Regions from separate parts of the Rattus norvegicus genome. Here region 2 is linked to region 1. A link is a contact called in public Hi-C data. All regions are on one chromosome and are shown on one strand. The core of a region is the stretch at or near the end of the contact, and the rest is flanking DNA. Distances in the headings are between cores, read along the strand shown. Region 1 holds the start of Mlf2 (myeloid leukemia factor 2). Region 2 holds the start of Chd4 (chromodomain helicase DNA binding protein 4).

Region 1 (4,383 bases), core at 1,327-3,826:
CTGCCTCCTGAATGCTGGGATGAAAGGCTGGAGTAACCCTTTTAAATAATCAGATTTATTTTTATTTTCCATGTATTTTGCCTATATGTGTCTGTGCCACGTGTATACAATTCCTACAGAGGCCAAAAGAGGGCACTGGATACCCTGGAACTGGGGTTTTATTTATGCTTGTGAGTCATGAAGTGGGTCCTGGAGCCAGGTCCTCTGCAGGACATCATGTTCCTTTTTCAGATTTATTTTATGTGTATAGGTGTGCCCATATGCCAGGTGTGTGCATATCCTTGGACGCCTGCAGAAGGTGTTAGATCTGCTGGAGCCGGAACTCCGTAACTATACTGGGTTTCTCTGAAATAGCAGCAAGGGTTTTGGGTTTTTTTGTTTTTTATTTTTTTTTTTTAATTTTTATGCTTTTGTTCTTCTTTTAGACAAGCTATGTAGCCCAGGTCAGCTTCCAATTCACAGAGATCATCCTGTCTCTGCCTCCCGGTGCCTCGATTAAAAGCCTGCCCCCACCAACCAGCAGACACGTTTTGCCACTGAGCTGGCTCTACAGCCCTGAAGTACTCTTTTTTTTTTTTTTTTTTTTTTTTGGTTCTTTTTTTCGGAGCTGGGGACCGAACCCAGGGCCTTGCGCTTCCTAGGCAAGCGCTCTACCACTGAGCTAAATCCCCAGCCCCCTGAAGTACTCTTGATGGAATGTCAAAACTGCTTTTCTTTAGAGCAAGGTGAAAGGACGATTGTCCGGTGGGATATCAAGAGAAATTTTAAAAAGGTTTATATATCAAACATCAATGAAAAACAAATTTTCTTTCTTTTTTCTTTTTTTTTTTCTTTTTGGTTTCACTTTGTCAATGTCAGTTTACCTTAGCTATATCACTGTTTCTCCTGTTAGCACTATTTTTTCCCCTCTAGCAATGATCAAATAGAAACTGAGAACCTCTGCTCCCAATCTTTTCCCGAGTAACCACAGACTCTTTTCCCTCAGGGAGTTGTGAAGAATAAACCTTTCTTTTTAGATCAGGTTCCACACGGTACCAATGTGGCTTACAGCCAGAGTAAAGAACTTGGGACAGTTTTGAGTTTGGATCTCTGTGGGTCAAAGTCTACCCAATTCAGTTCATATCCTCTGACCCAAAGGGGAGGGCTCTTCTCTCTGGCTCAGCCAGATTTTGTGCAAGACAATTAGTATGTCAAAATACCAGTCTCTGGCTTTGGAGTCAGGCCTCATGGGTTTACTTTTTAGCTCCGCCCCTGAGTGATTCTGCTTAATTTAACTCTCCACCTCTTTATCCTTCTAAACTTTAGTCCCTTGACCTACCTACCTGCTTAGACTAAGCAAAGAAAGTTTTAAAGACGTAAGAGCTAGAGAAATGGGACTGGAATGTAACTTAGTGGTAGGACATGTGCTTGGCAAACCCGAAGCCCTCAGTTGGATCCTGAGCACTAAAGCCAAAACTAAAAAGCCGACAACAAAAAGCAAACATCAGAACTAACGCTTTTGCCCAGGCCAACCCTTCACAGACAGGTCTTGGAGTGGTCCAGAAGCCTAAGCCAACCCGGTGTCCTAAGGCAGTAAAGATCCAGCCTGGCCCAGGAGCGCTCTCTGGCGGCCAAACTCCCAACATCCCTTCCCTGGTTGGCCTTTTCCAAGGCTGAACTAGACCTGAGCTAAATTGTCACCTCCTCCTCTGCGTCACTCGGAGGACCCCGCCCGCCGGAGCGTCTCTCCAGAGGGACAGGCCCCCGCGCTCCCCTGGTTAAGCGCCCCTCCTGCACTGAGTTTAAAGGTCCCCGCAGGGATCCGCCCCACCGGTCGCCCCCAGACAGACCGCCTCCCCCCTCCCGCAAAGAAGGTGCGGCACACCCTGCCCCCGTCGCGCTCAACCAGTCCCTCCCGATTCCGCTCCGCCCTCCCCCACCTTTGCAGGAGCCTCTTCCTGTCCCCAGATCCCCGTGCCAGCTTAACGAGACCTCCCACCGGCCCCAGAGGACCCGCCCTCCGGGGCTCCGCCGCGAGCCCGCCGCCCCCTCCCATGCAGGTGGGTGGAGCTCCCGTGGCCCGCCCCCAAGACTGTCCGTCATGACGTCACTTCCGCTCGGGCCTGACCGAGGTTCGGCTCCTCGGGCCGAGGGCGGGGGTACGGAGGTGGCAGCTGAAGGCAGGAGGCGGTGCGGGAGGCGAGAAGCTCCCGCGCGGACCAATCCCTGCGTCCCGGGCCGAGACCCTGCTCCTGCAGCGCCCCGAGGAGAGGCCGGCCGGATGGGCCGCTGAGCCCGAGTCGGGGACCGGTGAGGCCAGGGCGGCGCGGCCCGCACGGTTGCAGGGATGCGAGCCCGGGAGTGGACCTCCCTCTCCGGCTCGCCCGGCGGGAGGCACGGGTTGGGGCAGCGGCGGACCGGCTCGGTGGGCAGTGAGGCCCGCCCGGAGAGGCCTGGTAGCGGCCCGTGCCAGCAGAAGGCGGAGTAGTTGGGGTCATTAATGGGGTGGCGGGCCGCCGTTCGAGATTCTCATCGAGACTGGCGTCGGAGGAGGAGCTGACCGTGGCTCGGGGAAGAGGATGGCGGGCGGGGGTGGAGGGGCAACACTAAGAAGCTTGGGGAAAATTCCGTGACCGGCTTGGAGAGCTACTCGCTCTCAAAACTAGAAGGTTATGTGGTCCACCTGCCGAAGGGTCTCTCTGGAGTTTGGATGGGTCATTGATAGTGTGTGCAAGAGACAGCTTTAAGAGTAGCTACACTGAGCTGGTGTGCATAAGCCTGCATGAAACTCAGCCTCCGTATCTTCACAGTGTGGAGCCCCCTGGAGCTGAGATCAGGATGTTCCGCTTCATGAGGGACGTGGAGCCTGAGGATCCCATGTTCCTGATGTGAGAATTCCCTCCCCCCTCGTGCACTCATCCCACTCTAATTCAGGTCTGAGCAGTTCAGACAGACCTCTGGGTTCCCGTGTCTGGAACCGGATAGAATTTAGCTGCAGCTCTCAGACGGGAGTTGGTCTCCTGCCACTGCGCACCCTGACTTATTTGGGGGGAGGTGAAGAAGGCTGGGGTTTAATCTGCCGTCTGTATTGTATGCTCACTCCACAGGGACCCCTTTGCAATTCACCGTCAGCATATGAGCCGCATGTTGTCAGGTGGCTTTGGATATAGCCCCTTCCTAAGCATCACAGATGGTAACATGCCAGCAACCAGGCCTGCCAGCCGCAGGATGCAGGTAACAGTTGGAACATACCGAGACCCAGGGTGACTAGTTAAGTATGCTGCCATTCTGGTCCTACAACCAGCTTTAAAAGGACATGATCTGTGTGGGAGGCAGAGGAGTGGGGATAGAGAATCTGGGAAAGGGGGCTTTGACTCCCGAGGAGAGAAGGATGGGGTTGGGGGATGGAGGCACTGGCCACGTTTGGTATAGTAAGGTCGTAGGATGTAGTTCTAACTTCTGTTCCTTATCTTGTAGGCTGGGGCTGTCTCTCCCTTTGGGATGTTGGGAATGGTGAGTTCTTGTCTTCTCTGTTCCCCTCGAGCTCGCTCTCTCTCTCTCTCTCTCTCTCTCCTGTGTCTCTGTCTGTCTCTCTCTTCTGGCTCTTTGTGTCTCTGTCTCTCTCTTTCTCTGACACACAGATACACACAGACCTTAGATGTTATTTTCAGATGTGCCACTTTGGTGACAATGTTAGTCTAGGGGTGGTCTCAAAATCTTCTCTGGATAGTTGACATAGTTTAGAGCCCATTGAATATAAATCATGGAGCTAGGGCTAGAGAAATGGCTCCAGGGTTAAGAGCACCTGGCTGTTCTTCCAGACAACCAGGGTTTGGTTCCCAGCACCCACATGACAGCTCACAACTGTCTGTCTGTAGTCTCCAGGCATCTGATGCCATCTTCTGTTCCCTACCGTGCATTGCATGAATGGAGGGAACACATACATGCAGACAGAACACTCATTCATAGAAAAATATAAATAAAGTGCTCAAATACTCCTGATAGCTGGAAGTTCTTATCCACTGGGGAAAGTAAGATTGTATAGCAGTTCTTTTGAGGAGGGAGACTTTGGGACACTTTTACAACTCTAGATATTCAGAGGGTTTTTTGGTCGATGTCTTGGATTTTGGTTTTTTGAGACAAGGTTTCTTTATAACAGCCCTGGGTCTCCTGGAACTCACTCTGTAGACCAGGCTGGCCACAAGTCATCTGTGCTTGCCTCTGCCTCCCAGTGTTGGATTAAAGGCAAACCGTCAACATTTAGCATGTTCAGAGGAGCTAACTCACTGCTTTTGGGTCACTTCCTTAAAGATAGGGAAATGCACAGGTAGGAGAAGCATCAGAACAGCCACAGACCCGAGAAGGTGGCCAGCAGCTTATGGGGAGGAGCATGAGTGTTCTGGC
Region 2 (4,383 bases), core at 724-3,223, 160 kb after region 1:
GAGAAGGGACAGAGAAGGAAGAGAGTAAGAACTCACTGGTATTTCTTTAACCTGTATCATGGTCTCTTTGACTCTTTAATGTTTCTTTTAAAAATATTTATTCATAGGTGCCCCATTAGCCCAGTTGGTTACAGCATGGTGCTGGTAATAAATCAACAAATTTTATTTATCTGAGACTTGTTTTTACTGTAGCCCAGACTGACCTTGAATTCCCTAAGTAGCAGAGTATGGCCTTGAACCCTTGATCATCTTGCTTGCCTTCTGAGTGCTGATGTTACAGGCATAAGATACGGTTCCCAGCTGTGACTGTTTTTCGAAGGAAGGCACCTGTGTTTTCTTCTTCGTAGACTCAGTCATGCTAGCTCTTTACCTTGTTAGGTACTCTGTCAAAGGTATGTTTAGTGAACACAAGCAGTGGTGGGTAGAGAGAGCAAGGCATTGTAGAGGATTCTCAGTTCAGGGTGGTGATGGGATACCCATCCACGGAGGCTGCCTGGACTTGAAGAAGGCAGCGAGTGTAGAGTATCACTGGAATGCTGAGAAATAGTTTGGGGATGGGAGTCTGTAGTTGGTATGGGACGTCTGGCTGAGTTAAAGTTCACACAAGTGTCTCATCTAGTCAGCATATTATTTGCTTGGTTTTACACAAAATTTTAAAGCTGCAGGTAAGCATCCACAACATATCTGGATTCGGTGAGATTTGATGGGGCTCTAGGTTGGCTCTTGGTTCCTGAGAGTCTGGAAATGATCACTAGGGAGTCCAGGGGCACTGAATGTCTCGAGGACAGAATACTCCTATTGCCCAGAAAGGGAATAAGGTGCGCACTAATGGGGACAGGGCAGTTAGTGGTTTGCCACACCCTCTCTGCTCTTGGTTGTTGGAAGAGACTGACAACTTCTAGAGATGGGGGAGGTTGTGAATATTATGGGATGTCTGGCCAGACCTGTGCGAGGTGGTGGAGTGTAGCAGAAGTATTATGGGATGTGGCAATGGTTTGTGTTGGGAGTATTATGGTATCATGGGCTTTTTGAAATTATGGGATGCCAGAGTAGATGAAGTAAATGATAGGACATTTTCCCAGTGTTAGTGGAGGAGATTTAGATGTCCGTATGTGGGGTGACTGTAGAGCTGCTGATCATTAGTGAGTATCTCTTTGCTGGGAGGAATGGTAATTTATGGACCATAGAGCTAGAAAGAGACTGGGAAGGCTGTGGGTGGTGAAGTGAGCATCTAGAATCTAAACCCTAGTGCAGGGACTGAGGGCAGCTCTAGGGGGTTGGATATTATGGGATATCAGTATAGAAAGTGGGAGACTGATTATTACGGGATATGTGTGGGAGGAGGCCGAGTGTCCGTTGTAGTATGGGGTGGGTGAGTTTCTGACAATCATGGGATATCAAACTGGGGGTGGTTATTATGGGATGTCGGTGGGGGATGGGTTGAATATTATGGGATATGAGGCTGAAGTGCTGGGAGGGGTGCTTATTATGGGATGGCCAAGGGGAGGGAGAGGTAATGAGTTATTATGGGATGTTAGCAGTAAGGACAAGAGTGAAGAAGTTGGCAAAGAGTGGTTATTATGGGATATCAAAGGGAGGGGGGAGCAGGTTTAGTTTGTAAAAGATCTGCACTATATGTCCGTAGCCCCGGGCACATATATGCATAGAGTGTGGGGGGCGGGGTGTGTGTATGTGGGGTGTCCGTGTGTATTATGGGATGGCCAGGAGGTGGGCGGTTGCCCAGGTGACGCGCGCGCGCGCTCGACGGGGGCGTGGCCAATGGTTGCCTGAGCGACGAGGGGGCGGGGGTTGCCCGGGAGACCTAGAGAGGAGGGTGGCGGTAGTGGAGGGGGGGTTGGAGTTGGTTGAGGTTATTATGGGCTGTCCGTGGGGGGCGGGGCCTGTGCGGTGGGATTTCCCGGCCGGTGTTTCGGGCCCTTTAAGAGGCGACGCCGGAGCCGGAGCCATTTTCCCCCCTTCGGCCGCGGCGAGGAGGAGCCGGAGCGGGAGTGACACCGGCGAGACCCAGCGCGACCTGAGGCGGCTCTAGGGTGAGGAGCGCGCGAGGCAACGGGAGAGACATCTCTCTCAGTCCGACATCGTCCCGGGGGTCATCCCTTCACCTGTCCCTTCCTCAGGCGTCCCGGGGCCCGCGGGCCGTCCCCTCTCCAGGGAGTCGATCCTTCTTCCCCTGAGGCGGCCGGGTTACCCCCCCCCCCCCAGACGGCGCCCTGCCTTGAGGGAGTCCTGCTCCTCGCTACCCCTTCCTGGCCTCGGCCTCCCACAATGCCGGGCGGGCGCCCGCCCCTCGCCCCTCGCCCTTTGCTCGCTAGCCCCCCGGGACACGTGGCCCGGCCCCTTTCCCGTGGGTGCTCGCTTTTCTCTGGCGTCCCGACTCTTTGGGACCCCGGAGCGCCCGAGCCTCCACGCCCCCTGGTCCCCGCCGTTCCGGAAGAGAACCTGAGTTGTCCCAGAGGACAGCCTTTGGAGAGCTGCCCTGTCTGGGGACTGGCCCCTCCCCGGGCGCAGAGAAGCGCCCCCCCCACTCCCAAGTGACCTTGTGTCCCCGAGCACCGGCCGCCTCCCCTGACCCTCCCGGCGCCTCTCCACTCGAACCCCCAGCCCCAGGCACTCCTGGCTCGGTCCAGGCTAGCTTGTCCCCTCCCCATGCACCAGCCTGCCCTCGGGGGCGTCGCTCCCTCGTCTTGGGGGCTCCTGCTGGGGAGCCGGCTCACGGGCTGTCCCCGAGGAGTGTGGAACTAAGTTCAGCCTGAGTGGTTCGGGTGCTCGGCTAGGGTGGTGGGGCAGGGGGGCGGAAAGAGCGGGTGGGGGAGGGGGACTGCGCGTCACTCACTGTTCTCCCCCCCTCCCCCGCACAGTGACTCGGGCCAGTGTAGAGGGCCCCAGGCCGCAGGCAGGAGCAGCTGGGCCAATTCCCTGGCCGGGGAACGGAAGGGGATGGCGTCGGGCCTGGGCTCCCCGTCCCCCTGCTCAGCGGGCAGTGAGGAGGAGGATATGGATGCACTTCTGAACAACAGCCTGCCCCCACCCCATCCAGGTAACATCTTCCCAGCGGGCCCAGGGCAGGAAGGAGGTGTTTGATCTTTCCTCGAGACTCCAGTGAGGCTGCGTGCGCTGCCTGTCTGTGTGCAGAGCCCAGGGTGGAGGGCATCTGAAGGGAGTGGTTCTCTTCTGCGGAGCTCTTGGGTGCTGGGGGGTGCGGGGGGAGGTGGAAGCCATGTGTCTCTTGGGCACCACGGACCCAGATGCAAGCTGGCTTCACTCAAGGCTGTCTGGAATGCTCCGCAGTCCCCGGTTGAGGGAGCTCTCTGGGTTACCAGACTTTACCTTGTGCAGGTTCTTGAAGGAATGCAGGTGGTTCAGACTCTGGTGGCAACATGGTGGGGTGCGTTGGGGATTTCTGTTGTAGGAGCCCTGCCAGGCAGGGGGATCCCGGGGTTGCTCCCGGGAGAAGAAAGCAGGAGTGTTGGTTACTTTCTGTCCTGATCAGTTACCGGTTCTCTGTGCTGTTTCAAGTTTGAAGCTCGCTCTTTATCGGATCTATAGAACTTTTAGTCAGTCAGATTGTTGGAATATTTTTGAGTGGAGAAGGGCTGGAGGCTTAGGGAAGGCTGCAGTTTCCTAGTAAGGAGGGGCAGAGGAAAGGAAGAGACTCCTTTGCCCGTGGTGTGGACATAATCTTGCTTCTCTCCTAGAGATTCTTAGCACTCTGAGGTAGCTTGGGGTCTGGATTGGTGTCATGAGGTGTTTGTGTGGGTGTGTTAGGGTTTGCACTGTGTTTTGGGGTTGCTCCCTGGACTGGCCAAACCCGTATTGTTATAACCAGCCTGCCTGAGTGTCTGCCCTCAAGTGATGGTTGATGTCATGCTTGTAAGTGGACATCTTTCTCTTGTCTCCTTATTTAGAACCCCCTTAGTTAAGACACTTATTGGTTTGACTCCAGTTCAGTTTAAAAAAAAAAAAAAAAGACATTTTCTTTATCTTCTCTGCCTCTACTTTTCCTCCATTCTGGAGCCTGGAGGTCCTGTTTTTGTTCTTTAAGACGTGGCTTTCACTTCTGCCTTTTCCTTAGTTCCAACTGGGTGTGGAGGTATCCAGAAGAAGTGCTTTTCAAATTTGCCATTGAAGAGAGCATTCTTGATGCTGAGTCCTTGGCTGCTGATATATAGGGGACTTAGATCTGTGTCTGATCACTGAGGTGTAGGACTGCAGATCTCTGCCTTTGCAAGGGGAGGGGAGGTGGAGAAGGAGGAAGGCTTACCTTTCCATCTTCTTTTTTTTTCTTCGGAGCTGAGGACCGAACCCAGGGCCTTGCCTTGCTAGGAAAGCGCTCTACCACTGAGCTAAATCCCCAGCCCCCCT

Evidence for each region. Hi-C and Micro-C count contacts between places; a contact is called where the count stands out from the background.
Region 2: a contact with region 1 is called in a Hi-C map of mammary epithelial cells, with 2.2 times the contacts expected there. The contact joins the promoter of Chd4 here to the promoter of Mlf2 in region 1. A contact is called at or near these places in 2 of 12 Hi-C or Micro-C datasets (kidney and mammary epithelial cells) and 1 of 1 datasets of contacts at active chromatin or transcription factors (oligodendrocytes).

What each region holds. Positions count from the first base shown.
Region 1 is chr4:159,423,823-159,428,205 of GRCr8, forward strand. It overlaps Mlf2 (myeloid leukemia factor 2), which reads left to right and starts at 2,577. Exons shown (of 8, transcript NM_001107889.1): 1 at 2,577-2,867; 2 at 3,087-3,213; 3 at 3,457-3,492. The coding sequence starts at 2,818.
Region 2 is chr4:159,582,845-159,587,227 of GRCr8, forward strand. It overlaps Chd4 (chromodomain helicase DNA binding protein 4), which reads left to right and starts at 1,974. Exons shown (of 40, transcript NM_001427174.1): 1 at 1,974-2,051; 2 at 2,880-3,058. The coding sequence starts at 2,959.